Regions from separate parts of the Danio rerio genome. Here region 2 is linked to region 1. Evidence: chromatin contacts called from public Hi-C data. All regions are on one chromosome and are shown on one strand. Each heading gives the region's core, a stretch centred on a gene start, on an enhancer-like site or on the middle of the called end of the contact. The rest is flanking DNA. Distances are from core to core; before and after follow the strand shown.

Region 1 (6,129 bases), core at 1,135-3,634:
GCTGCATTTATTTCATCAAAAATACAGTACAAATTGTAAAATTGTTAAATGTTCTTGCACCATAAAATAACTGTTCAAAAGTAGTTGATCATTTAGTTTAATAATTTATTCCAGTGATTTTAAAGATGAATTTACATCTTCATTACTCCAGTCTTCATTTACATGATCCTTCAGAAATTACTTTAATTTTTTATTATTGTTAATATTAATATTTATGTTATGTTTATTATTATTAATTGTAATAGTAATAAAAGCAAAAATGACTGGAATAATTTTATTTGAAATTACATACAATAAGAAACTACATACAATAAGTTTTTTTAATTGTAATAAATAATTAACAAGTTGACATTTTACCATTTTACATTTAATAAACGCTGCTTTGATGAATGAAATAATAAAAAATATATAATAAAACATGAAAAAAAATTAATAAATAAAACTGACCCCGTTTTTCTTAACAGCAGTGTATATCACAATTTTTACTTCAATTTTTTGTATCATTTTAGTATAATTTTTCCAACATTTGACATATAGATTCAGAATTAATTGTGAATCTCAAAACTGTTTATCCCTCACAATTTTAAGTTTAAGATCTCTTGTAATTTCTTGGCCTATATCTCACTATTCTGTCAAATCCTTAATTCAGAGTTTATTTTTAACAATTTAATGTCTAATGGTGTGTTTTTAACTCTAAAAGAAGGTCACAGCCCATTCTGATAAGAGCCCAAGTTAGATTCACAAACAGCACATAAATTCTGCGATCAAAGCTCCCTCTAGAGAGTGCACTGAATATAACCACGCGACTCTGACGAAACATCAGCGCTCACATTCCCCAGCATCCAACTCTGAGTCTGTCTGCAGTCCATGCCGCTTTCCTGAATCCAAACCCACTGCATTTTCAGGCAGACCATGTCTTCTCGAAATAGTCTAATAATATACCAAAAACTCACGAAAACTTCTCCCCAAATGACATAATAGATCTGAATCAATGAATCAAAAGTGTTCACTTCGAGTTCGGCTCTGTTGCACAATTTCTATTGACATGATCTATTCTTCACATTTTCCCATCATAAAATAAGACATGACCAATTACAGAAGAAAGAAATTAAAAATGCAAAGATAAAATGTTCTGGTGACCTTACTAATAGACGCGCGTAATGGACGTCTAAATTACGGCAGATTACGCGCTGAGGTAAAGTTACGCGCCTTTCTCTGGTAATTACTCCGCTCCTGAAATTTTAAACCAAACCATATGCGGCGAAATTAACTCTTTCTTGGATGTGGTTTTTGATCTTTTTATTGGAGGAAGAGGAATTTATGCAGCCGAGTCTGAAGATGAAGCATGGGAAAGGAAATATCTGTGTAAGCAGATTTCAGAAATAAAAAGTAGCCTATATATAGCCTGATGTCTGTTTGCGAATAAGATTTAATTGAAAAACTGGAATTAAATTAATTTAGTAATTACAACGATAAAAAGTACTCGTTCTCAATGAAGGGGGCTAATTGCGTCAGTGGGACCTGGACCTTTTGCATGAACCATGGGTAATAAATCATGAGGGTACCTACTTGCTTTATCAAAGGGGATCTGGCGGCAGGAGTCTGGGTCTGATGCCGGCCAGGGGCAGTAGTACACCGCTCCTCCCTCCACAATCCCCGGCTGAGAGGTGTTCGCTTTAGGAGCCCCAACCAACACCGACATGCTGGAGAGAGAAAGGCATAAATCTACACACAACGGCATCCTACTGGATCAAAGCATTTACAAGTGAGAAAATATCTCAACTGTTCTTAAAATTTATGTTTATCTATTTTATGTCAGCATTCTAATTAAATTCCCTCAAAAATCAACTTCAGAATTGTGTTGGTCCATATTGGTGGTGCTGAAAGTGTTTTTGCATAAAAAAGCTGCGAAGAATACTCTTAAATATTGTTTGGCATAAACCAAACCAAGACTGAGTTATGGTTATTTCTACACTTGGGCTACTGGAAGATACTTCTCTTTGAAAACTTTTTATCAAACAAAACAGCTAAATAATTCACTGAAATTGCCACTTACACGTTTCTATCCTGTGTTGGGTGGTAAAAGTCCAGTGAGTATCCAAAATAACTTCCCTCAGGTCCATTGTAAACCGTGGGCTTTTCTAAATCCAGGTTAAAAGCTGCAGCTTCGCAAAAAAATGACAACATGAGGAAAAAGCATCGAAAACGCATGCGGGACAAACAAGAGTGCATGGCTTCAGCCCTGTGTGTCCGAGTGTAATCCATATATGCTGCTTAAAGATGTGCAGAGAGAGTGTACGGTATGTCCGTGTTGAGCTGTCATATGTTGAGTGCGCGCTCCACGCGTCTGCTGCTGCCCTCTTGCAAGCTGCGCGCCTTTCTCTGCGCGAACCCTGCGTACTAAACATTATAATGAGCTGCGCACGAGACCGGACTCCTGCACCACATCACACAGCATCCGGCCAACTCCTTTTATGGAAACACACCCATAATATACATATACTCACAAAATTAGACAAATAGGAGATGAAGATATATTTAGGCTAATACTAAAATGAGACTAAATACAATTAGAAGTGACATTATTTATTTGAAATATTTTTAATAATTATTAAACCTATTATTTTTCCTAATATTAAATATTAGTTTCTATATGAATCATGGTTGGTTTCATAAACACCCATAATCCAACACAACATTGTTACATTATCTTTCTTACTATACACTAACAAAAAACAGACTTTGTTACTATATGTTTGTGTATACACTCAAAGAATTATTTTTGCTGCTTGTTTAAACTACTTATTTAAAATGAGCCAAAACAATTCTTGAGTTTTTTTTTGACAACTTAATTGTTTTATGTTCAATTCACCTGAATTTGTAACAAACAAACAAACAAACAAACAAACAAAACAAAAACAAACAAACAAACAAACAAACAAACAATTACAGTTTTTCTGAGTGGCTCTGGTGCATTTCTCACACTATTTACATTTGCACAACAGTTAATGCATTTCCCAAAACAATTAGTCATTTGTGCACATCCTAGTAGCAGTATCCATTGCACATGCTTTTGGACATGCATCAATTGCTTTCATACAACTCTCTGCTATTTAAAACATTATCATTTGCTTGTCATGTCAGTCAAAATTAACTAAACTTGTAAATGCTTAATGCTCATTCCATATAAAACTAATAGTCCTCATTTCATTACTTGAGTCATTACATACAACAATGTTGAACTAGTTGTCAAATCTTTATTTTCCTGAAAATTTCTTCTAAATTGAACAATTTCATGAATGATTTACAGACCTGTGTATATTGTAGGTTCAGTACCAATATGTTCTGCAATATTTTTTACAGTTGTGCACAGCTCTGCCCAAAGGAAGTTTATGTTTGTTGTAAATAAGGCTTTATTTATTCTTTTGCACAATGCTGTGAATAAATTAGAATTGCAGCGAGCATAAAGCAGTAAAAATGTGAAACATACATCTTCAGTGTCTTGTACTCAGATACCTCACTAAATGCAGTGATGTGTAACTTTACTGTAGTTTTCAAATGGCTGTGCAAATAGTATAAAGTGCTGTCTAGAGCATTTTCAGGAAGCGTCACCAAAATCTGACTTTTTTTTGTATTGAAAAAATGTACAGAGTAAACTGTCATAATGAAAACATGACTAATCCATTTGACTATCTTGTTCATAAACAATGGTGTCAGGACTTTTCATCTTGATGACACTGATACTTTGATTACTTGCTTTTAAGGAATGAACTATCCATTTTGAGCAAGTGACACACATCATCTAGGTTTTGCAGTTTGTACTAGTTGTTTTGAGAAATGCATTAACTGTTGGGCAGAAATACACTAGTGTTTTGAGAAACTCACCAAAGTGACTGAGAAAAATTGTAAGTTAACTTAATTGATTTGTGTTGGGACAACATGAAGTAATACTCTGGAATCCAGTACTTTTTTAGCTAGTAACAAAATTTATTATAAAAATTATTGAGTATTACAAAATTCCTTCATGTTATCCCAACACAAATCAATTAAGTTAGGTTAATCTTTTACAAAATTAAGTGAACTGAACTTAAAACATTTAAGTTGTCCCCCAAAAATCAATCAATCAATCAATCAATCAATCAATCAATCTATCTATCTATCTATCTATCTATCTATCTATCTATCTATCTATCTATCTATCTATCTATCTATCTATCTATCTATCTATCTATCTATCTTCTTATTTTCAGCTAATGTCATCATAATTATGCTATATTATTATTAATAGCCTACATGTTGGGGTTTAAATGTACATAATATAAATTTACTCACCCTTAAGTGGTTGCAAACCTTTGAGTTGCTGTTGTTGTAGAAATATATTTTCAATAAAACTGAAAAGGTAACCACTGACAATCATTGTAGAAAAAAATCAAAAAACACTATGGAAGTCACAGATTTAACTTTTATGTAAAATATTATCTTATGTATTTAAAAGAAACTCAATGCCAGTGAAGGGTCAGTAAATCATGACAGACTTTTCAGATTTGGGTGATTATCCATTTAATAATTCTATAAGTCTAAATGTTAGATTACTTAAATCTGTTTGTTAACAAAGCAACTAATGTCCCCTAGTTTTTGTTCAAAACTGACTTTGGATTAATATGGAGAAGAAAATACACCTTAATCATCAGTAATAACACGGTCGTAAATTCAAATGAAGCTGTCTCAATTTGTGTCGACCTTTCAGCGGATGCTTTTAATTGCGCAATTTTAACACCGGCTGCAAATAATGAACGGTAATTATACTCGTCAAACGTCCAAAGTTAAACTTTGGAATGAAGCGCTCGCGATAAGTATAAGCTTTGGAAAATAAACGGTTCGAGATGGGTGTTTTGATGAGAACCTGCAATCGCACGTCTTTCTCAACCAGTTTCATTGGAGAAAACCTAAATTTAGGCACCCTGTTCACATGTGATCGCAAGACTCGGGCTGCTTATGCGCTCCATCTGGCTGTCAAAGAGTTTTAATCTTGTCTAAATGAAGTCATTCCCTTCACCGCCCATCCTGTGATCAACAAACAGTCTGTGCAACAATTTCACAGTTTTCAGAAAGCCACTCAAAAACAGGTTTGAAATGGTTATAGTGCATGCATATGGATAAAATGATTGCTTTTAGGTTCTTATGATAATAAAACGAAATGATAGCCTCATGTTATACAAGTTTCTGACACTTTATTAATTAACCAAGTGTACTTACAATAAGCTTTACGTGTCCACAAGAAAAATATGAGTAATTTATAGTAAATAGGCATATAGGCTGTTATTGAAACATGAAGAGTATCATACTGCATTTATTATTGTACAAATTTGTTAATTAATTCTACAGCACACTATAAGATTAACGGATCAACTACATCAACTACAGATGCTGCAATACAGTTTGCTTCAGTATACTTAATTACAGTAAATGGTGTTGTAGTATAATTTAATACAGTATTGGGTAATTTATGTTATAGTTGTTGTATTATCATAGCAACTACAAATACCACCAGATGAAGAACTTTATTGTATGGTTCAAAAACACTTAACTCTTGCAATACAGACGAACATTTTCTATTTATACGGAGAATCATTAAAACATATGTGAAACAATGATAAACTTGGATTGTGGTGTTATCAGCCAGTTAGCATCCATGTGACCAGTTGATGAAGCATAATTTGCCAAATATGGTTACTAATTTCTATTTAAAAATAAAGTTTAACAGGTTGGTGTCAGAGAATCAGGAAAACCAAGTGTTAACAGTTATCCCCTGTTTGATGTCATGAATAATAATGGATTGACGGATGAATGGAAGATGAATGCTGCAGGCATATACAGACATTAGCACCTTGTTTATTTGTAAAGGATATGGCATACCAACATGTAGCCTATGTATTCAAACATTAGACTACGGGAAACCCATATGATCAGATAAAAAAATGTTTCATGGTTTACAAAAAACTAATGGGTTCTTCGGAAAACGAAGATAAGGGTGTAGTTTTAGACAGGCTACTTATAGTGTGTTTGGCTTAATGGGATTGGCTTACTAATGATTATAGATGAGAGACCAGCTGCGATCAATCATATTAC
Region 2 (6,785 bases), core at 3,914-6,413, 110 kb before region 1:
CACTACACACTCCACCATCAGACAGTTGATATTCGAGCAGTTCTAAACAAAAACACACACACAATAAGAGAAAATGAGATCTAATTTCGCATCCTTCACACTCTCTTAAGAAACTCTGATAGTCTCTTCCTGTTTGTGGAGAAAGAATGTACTAGTGATGTACAAGACTAGTCAAATAAACAATACTGCTTTTGCTTTACTTTTTTATGTTTTGATTTATATGTAGGATTTAAAAAATACCACATTTGAATTACTGGCACATAAATTACTGTTCAATTTTAAATATGGGTTGTGTGTGTGATGTACAGTATATATCAGTGATGTACGAGACTAATCAAATAAACAATTCTGCTTGAGAATTGAGGCTTGAGACTTCCAGTCTTATTCACTTCTGTTCATTTTTAAACATTAAAAACAGCTCGTTATGCTGCTTGATGTTGCAAACTGACATTTTTTTATTACATTATTCTGCTTTGACTGTATAACCATGCAAACACTTGTTTGTAGAGCAAGTAGTTTGACCGTTTTCTGTAGTTTATTATTCCTAGTTATTTCTCCCATGGGCAGCTGAATCAGAAGTTCTAAAACAATCTCAAAAACGAGCACACTTCCACACTGAAGAATTAGGTCAATATGCACAGCTGGCATTTTTTCAGCCATTAAAAAGGTAAATGTGACTACTTTCATTTTATTTATTTTTATTATTTATTATTTGTTATTATTATTATTTATTATTTACTTTCTACTTTATTTTATAAGGTTCCTTTTACAGCATCAACGTTGTAATGTAATTAAAGTATATTCAGTTCAATAGACTTAGGCATTCATTTAGTTGTTCAGGTGTAAAATTAGTTGAAAGACTGTTTACACGTAAACACCTTCAGGAGCAGCTGGTGAGCACAGAAACTCCAGTAGTAAAATAAATTTCCTTATTTTAAAGACATGGTGCAGAACAATGGAATTTAATGTAATTTAGTGCTTTTTGTCAGACCCACTTGATATGCTATATCCATCAGGCGGTGAAGATCATTGATCACAAAAAAAAAAAAAAACAAAACAAAAAACTAAACAAAACAGATTTTAAGCCAAGAGCTTAGAACAGCCCCTTTCACACAGTGATACCGGTAAATATCTGGAAAATTTCCGGAACGACTTTACCGGTATATTCAAAAAAGCGCTGTTCACACAGGCGAGGACGTTATTGAAATTTTCCGGAAAAGAGCATTCACACATCCATTCCAAAATACCGGTGAATTCTTACATCATTCACCACAAATGAGCTTTAAACGGCTGCGCTTGTATTTGTAAACATTTGACTAAATTACAAACTCTGTGGATGATATTGTGAACAACTTTCGCAGGATCACTTTCGCATGTCGAGATGTTCATAATATGTGCGTGTGCAGGCGATCACAGGCTGTTTCACAGGCACACGCAAAGCTTGAAGGTAAACAAACAACGGCTTATCATAAGCATCTTATCGATGATTATTTACACAGTTGGCATTAAGAAGAACATATAAACGTGATCTGACTAACTTCTAGCAGCTAAATGTGTCTGGAAAAATATTCAAAGGCTTTTATTCTCACAAACCGCGCGGACGTAAACGCGCCTGACTGTTGTGATTGGCTAAAGCAGACATCTCACGTCAGCACGTTCTAGACGTGCACGCGCTTATTACGGCAATCATCCTTCTGCATTCACACAGCGCAGCATTCCGGCAAATTGCCGGTAATGTTACAACTTCTCTTTCCGGAAAATAGCCAGAACGAATATACCGGTATTTTCAAAAAGGACCTGTTCACACATACAACCTTTCCGGAAAATTGCCGGCAATTTTCCGGAAAGGTCTGTATGTGTGAAAAGGGCTAATGACCAAGAGGTGACACTAAACAGAACGTTCCATTGCAACAGCAGCACTCAGCAACAGCTCCAGATTTCGCCATTTTGGAGTGAAAATGATCGACTGTTCAATGGATCCTATTGCTGTCGCAATGGCAAGCAGTTACTTTGTTTTTTATTTGTTTATTTTATAAGCACATTAAAGCTGAGATACAACCTGAAAGATGACAATACAACATTTACTATGACAATCATCAGCACTTTTAATAGTTTATTTTTCAGACTTATAATAAGTTGTTGTTCAATTGGAGTTTTCATTCCAACATGGCCACCGCGCCATCTAGTGGGTGTTTCCCAAATTGCACTAGAATGTCGCCTCTTGGTGATTCTATGCTCTTTATCTTCAGCACAGAGATTTTGTAATGGCATTACAGTTTGCCGGAAATATTCCCTATTCATTATTATGTGTGAATAGCAGACTTTAATGTAAAGCAGTTTAATCTAACTTACACTTCATTAAACAATATTTATTTATTTGAAACATAAATTTATTAAATGTGGGAATTCATTCATTCATTCATTTTCTTGTAGGCTTAGTCCCTTTATTAATCCAGGGTCACCACAGTGGAATGAATCGGCAACTTATCCAGCACATTTTTACGCAGCGGATGCCCTTCCAGCCGCAACCCAACTCTGGAAAACATCCACACACACTCACATACACACTCATACACTACGGACAATTTAGCCTACCCAATTCACCTGTACCACATGTCTTTGAACTGTGGGGGAAAACGGAGGAAACCCACACAAACGCAGGAAGAACATGCAAACTCCACACAGAAATGCCAACTGAGCCGAGGATCAAACCAGCGACCTTCTTGCTGTGAGGTGACTGCGCCACTGCATCGCCTAAATGTGGGAATACTGAATCCTATTGAATTCTACTACTACTGCAACTACTACTACCATTACTACTACTACTAATTAAAATATAAAGATCACATTAAATAAGAGAAAATCTGTTATCTGTTAATAAAATATATTTGCACAATATTACACTTCCCAAAAATTGGAGGGCAAGTTAAAAAATCTAAAATTCATATACAGTATAAGCATCTTGACCTCATTGTACCAGATATGCTGTGTGTTAAAGCCTCACACTTGATTGTGAGCGATTTAAAGTATTTACATTTTCATTTTTGAGTGCTGATGTGCATGTAATATGAATGCCATCAGTTTTGACTTGACCTGTGCTCCAACTTATCTTATAACCTGTGGCGAGATGGACTATGATTATGAAAACCATCTGTCCCATGAGCACACACAAATCCCCTAAAGAGACAATAAGCATAATATGGATGAGCTGTTAGGAGATTTACAGGTGAACTCGCCCTCTGAGGTCAACACAGGTCCCCAATACAAGTCAAGTTCAACATATGAGTCAATCTGTCACATGTAGGAGATGGTTTTGTGTGTTCAGATGGGTTGTTTGTGTTTGTACCAGTGTTTTGCTGTTGTAGCTTTGGCCTATAGAAACAGATCGTCTTCGGCGGGTCACTCCGCTGCTGTTCCTCAGGAAGCCCAGTAACTCTGGAGTGTCCTGAAGAGTCGAGGTCTACAAGCATGCAGAAGAAATACAGAGATGCAATTAATATCATACAAAAACAGTGTGTGTAGAAAATAATAAAATCTGTAATATTTTAGTATTATTTAGTAATGCTAATTCATTCATTCATTCATTCATTCATTCATTCATTCATTTTCTTTTTGGCTTAGTCCCTTTATTAATCTGGGGTCACCAAAGCGGAATGAACCGCCAACTTCTCCAGCATATGTTTTATACACAACCCAGCACTGGGAAACACTCCTTCACACACCTGTACCCAATTCTTTGGACTGTGGGGGAAACCAGAGCACCCGGAGGAAACCCACGCGAACACAGGAAGAACATGCAAACTCCACACAGGAATGCCAACTGACCTAGCCAGGGCTCGAACCAGCAACCTTCTTGCTGCGAGGCGATTGTGCTACCCACTGCGCCAACATGCTGCCCTATTTAGTAATGAACTATTTATAAGTATTTTGTTTTTTAAAAATATTTTTTTCTTAATTGTTATTTTGCATTTAAAATTTAAGTTACACATTTGTCATCTTATCATGTGTTTACTTATAACAACTATATTTAGCTTAAATAAATTACTTTAAAATATTAGCTCAAATTAAATGCAGTTTTTAGTTCAGTTTTAGGCCCAATCACAATTCTGTCCCTTAGCCCTTCCCCTACCCCTCATATTGGGCATTCACATAAAGAAGTAGGGGTGTCCCAATTCTCTTTAGCATGAAGGCGTAGAAGGAGAAGGGCTAAATAGTCCTTGAAACTGAGATTTCTCAGGACTAAACTAGAAACCAAGGGGTACAAAAATTTCACAAATTACATTATCTACAATGCAGTGTGGCTGCACATGAAAGTCAGGAGATGCACAAATTAGTATTTGTTGTCATTTTTGCTCATTTTTACAACAAACAAGCATATGTTTTATTAAATTCATAACGGTGTTCATGTTTTACAGTCATGCTTTTAAAAAAATATTTTAATAAAAGCTTAATTTTGCTATCTATAATCCATAACTCTATAATCCTCTACTCTATAGTCCCACAGCAAATTTTACATCAGTCACTCGATGACACTCGAATACCCTGTCAGAAGAGTCAAGTGGTTGGGAATGAATTTTTTACAGTGTCTGGTATTACGTTAATGTTAATGTTGTTTTTGTGTGTTTAGATTAGGGGTGCCCAAACTTTTTCACAGGAAGGTCAAAAAAACAAATATTACAGACAGTCGTGGGCTGAAGATAAATATATCAAAATATTTTACATTAAAGTTGCCATGGGTAATTTCCCAATTTATTTTATAATATTAACAAATTATTAGTCACTTTGAATTGTATTAACAAATGCAGTAGCTTTTTAAAGTATACAGCGAAGTTCAATTCTGAATACACTGGTCAAGCAGAATCTGTTTTTGATTTGCTCACCAAAGTCCTGTGCATTGTCCTCTATCTGTCAGGTGACAGTATGTACATTTTAAACTAAATTACAGCATTTCAAATTAAAACATTTCTATTCAGTTAGCATATTTGTAGCTTTAACAATAAAACAAACAGATAAAAGTTTGAAAGTATTAAATTTGAAATGGCAAACCAAAGGTTTCCATGGGCTAACTTAGGCCCACGTTGTCACGGTTTATGGGTCTGTGTATTCTTCCTGTATGTTATGTGTTATGACGTATGTGTTGTAGTGTGCCTGTGTGGGTGGGTGTGTCTGTTGACCTTTTCATGGTAGCCTGCATTCTGATCAGCTGACCTAATCAGAGAGTCCCAGCTGATGCCTGTTTTGTGGGCAATATAACAGTCTGTGTTTCACTGTTGGTAATCAGTCCGTTGTTGTTTTTATGTTCCTTTCTGTGTCATGTCCAGGTATTCTCTCTAGTCTTGACCGTTGGATGACGTGTATCTATTAGACCTGTGGTAGCTCTCCGTCCTGGACATTCTACAAGTCTCTATCCCTTTGAGCACTTTAAAACTATATTTACTGTTGCACTTCATTAAACTGTCTTTCATTCGCAGTTGGATTCTCCCGGTTTCTTACATGACACACGGGCCCTAGATTGGGCATCTCTGCTTTAGATGACTATGGCCACTGTGTAAATGCAGAGTACAGTTACAAACTTATTGCCACATTATATTATTATATATGCCTTTAGTGATTTTCTGAAGATAAATACCAAAAAAATAAAAAATCTGGAATCACTACAGCAGTCGTGATCATCTGATCTCAAATGAAAAAAGAAATTGCGATAACATATGATGAGATGTGCAGGTGTTATAGTCTCATTTCTTAGGGGTAAAATTTGAAGCCCTTCTCCTTCACACTCTGTTTTAAGGGCCAAGAGGAAGGGGTAGGGGTAAAAAATAGAATTGGGATTCACCCTTAGTCTGTCATTTTCAGCCTAAACTTGCTTTTTTCTTATACCTAAAACTTTTGGAATCGTCTTTGGACGTTGGGGGAAACTTAATTATTTTTATTATTATTAATAATAGTAATAAACTACATTGTGTCAGGAAATCACATAATATATTATAAAATTAAACTGCCATTAGAAAAAAATATATAACATCATAATATTTATTAATATTTAACCTTAAGTTAAAATGGATAAAAATATAATAAAGAAGTTAGTCACTAATATTGTGAACTGGAGTTGTCGCTATGTAAAGTAGTCAAAACGCCAGACACTGCGGTTCTGGGCCAAAATCTCCCTCCTGTAAAGTTCACAAGAAAAGCTCTAATATCAGTCCAGGTGGTTAAAATTCTGAACTCAGCATGAACGCAGATCAGTTACAAGGAGAAGAGACTTCATGAGGACGCCGTGATGCTTCATAATGACTGCATGTGAAATCTGAAGAGCGATAATAAAGACCAGTCGAGAGAGCAGAGGGGTCAGCATTAGTCCAACACTCTGATCAAAAACTAGCCGAGCTTAGCAGCCCCCATTTTACATTTATTTGAAACTCATTAGTAAAAGCACAGAAACTTGAGATTGATAACAGCAGAGGACACAAGAGTGAGAAATACTGATGGAGAAAGACTAACATCAATTGTTAAATCATCAATGTTTTCACATAAATTAGCATGTAATTAGTATATGCTTTACACAAATTAGTGTATTGTTTGCACAAATTAGTTTGTTGTCTGCAAATCAAGTAGCATATGTTGGATACCAGAATTAGCATGTTGGTAGCAAATATTTGAATTAGCATATATATAAAAAAAATTGGTTTAAAGAGGTTTAAACCTTGATTTTATGAGAACAGTTGATGAGTATTGTAATCAATAAACTTTATATCTACAAAATGTTAATGACTTAGCCCAGTAAGTTT

What was found. Hi-C and Micro-C count contacts between places; a contact is called where the count stands out from the background.
Region 2: a Hi-C map of an unstated tissue shows a contact between it and region 1, with 2.3 times the contacts expected there. The contact joins the enhancer-like site here to the promoter of itga8 in region 1. A contact is called at or near these places in 3 of 18 Hi-C or Micro-C datasets (caudal fin, hematopoietic stem cells and an unstated tissue) and 1 of 4 datasets of contacts at active chromatin or transcription factors (embryo).

Annotation. Positions count from the first base shown.
Region 1 is chr16:31,507,113-31,513,241 of GRCz12tu, reverse strand. It overlaps itga8 (integrin, alpha 8), which reads right to left and starts at 2,384. Exons shown (of 30, transcript XM_021466921.2): 1 at 2,057-2,384; 2 at 1,570-1,703. The coding sequence starts at 2,265.
Region 2 is chr16:31,621,584-31,628,368 of GRCz12tu, reverse strand. It overlaps itga8 (integrin, alpha 8), which reads right to left. Exons shown (of 30, transcript XM_021466921.2): 26 at 3,347-3,460; 27 at 1-42. Among named protein-coding and RNA genes, the nearest start is that of fam171a1, 24 kb to the left of the region's middle. Within about 2 kb of position 5,163, at least 3 of the 62 cell types and tissues checked have an H3K27ac peak or open chromatin away from gene starts, as enhancers often do.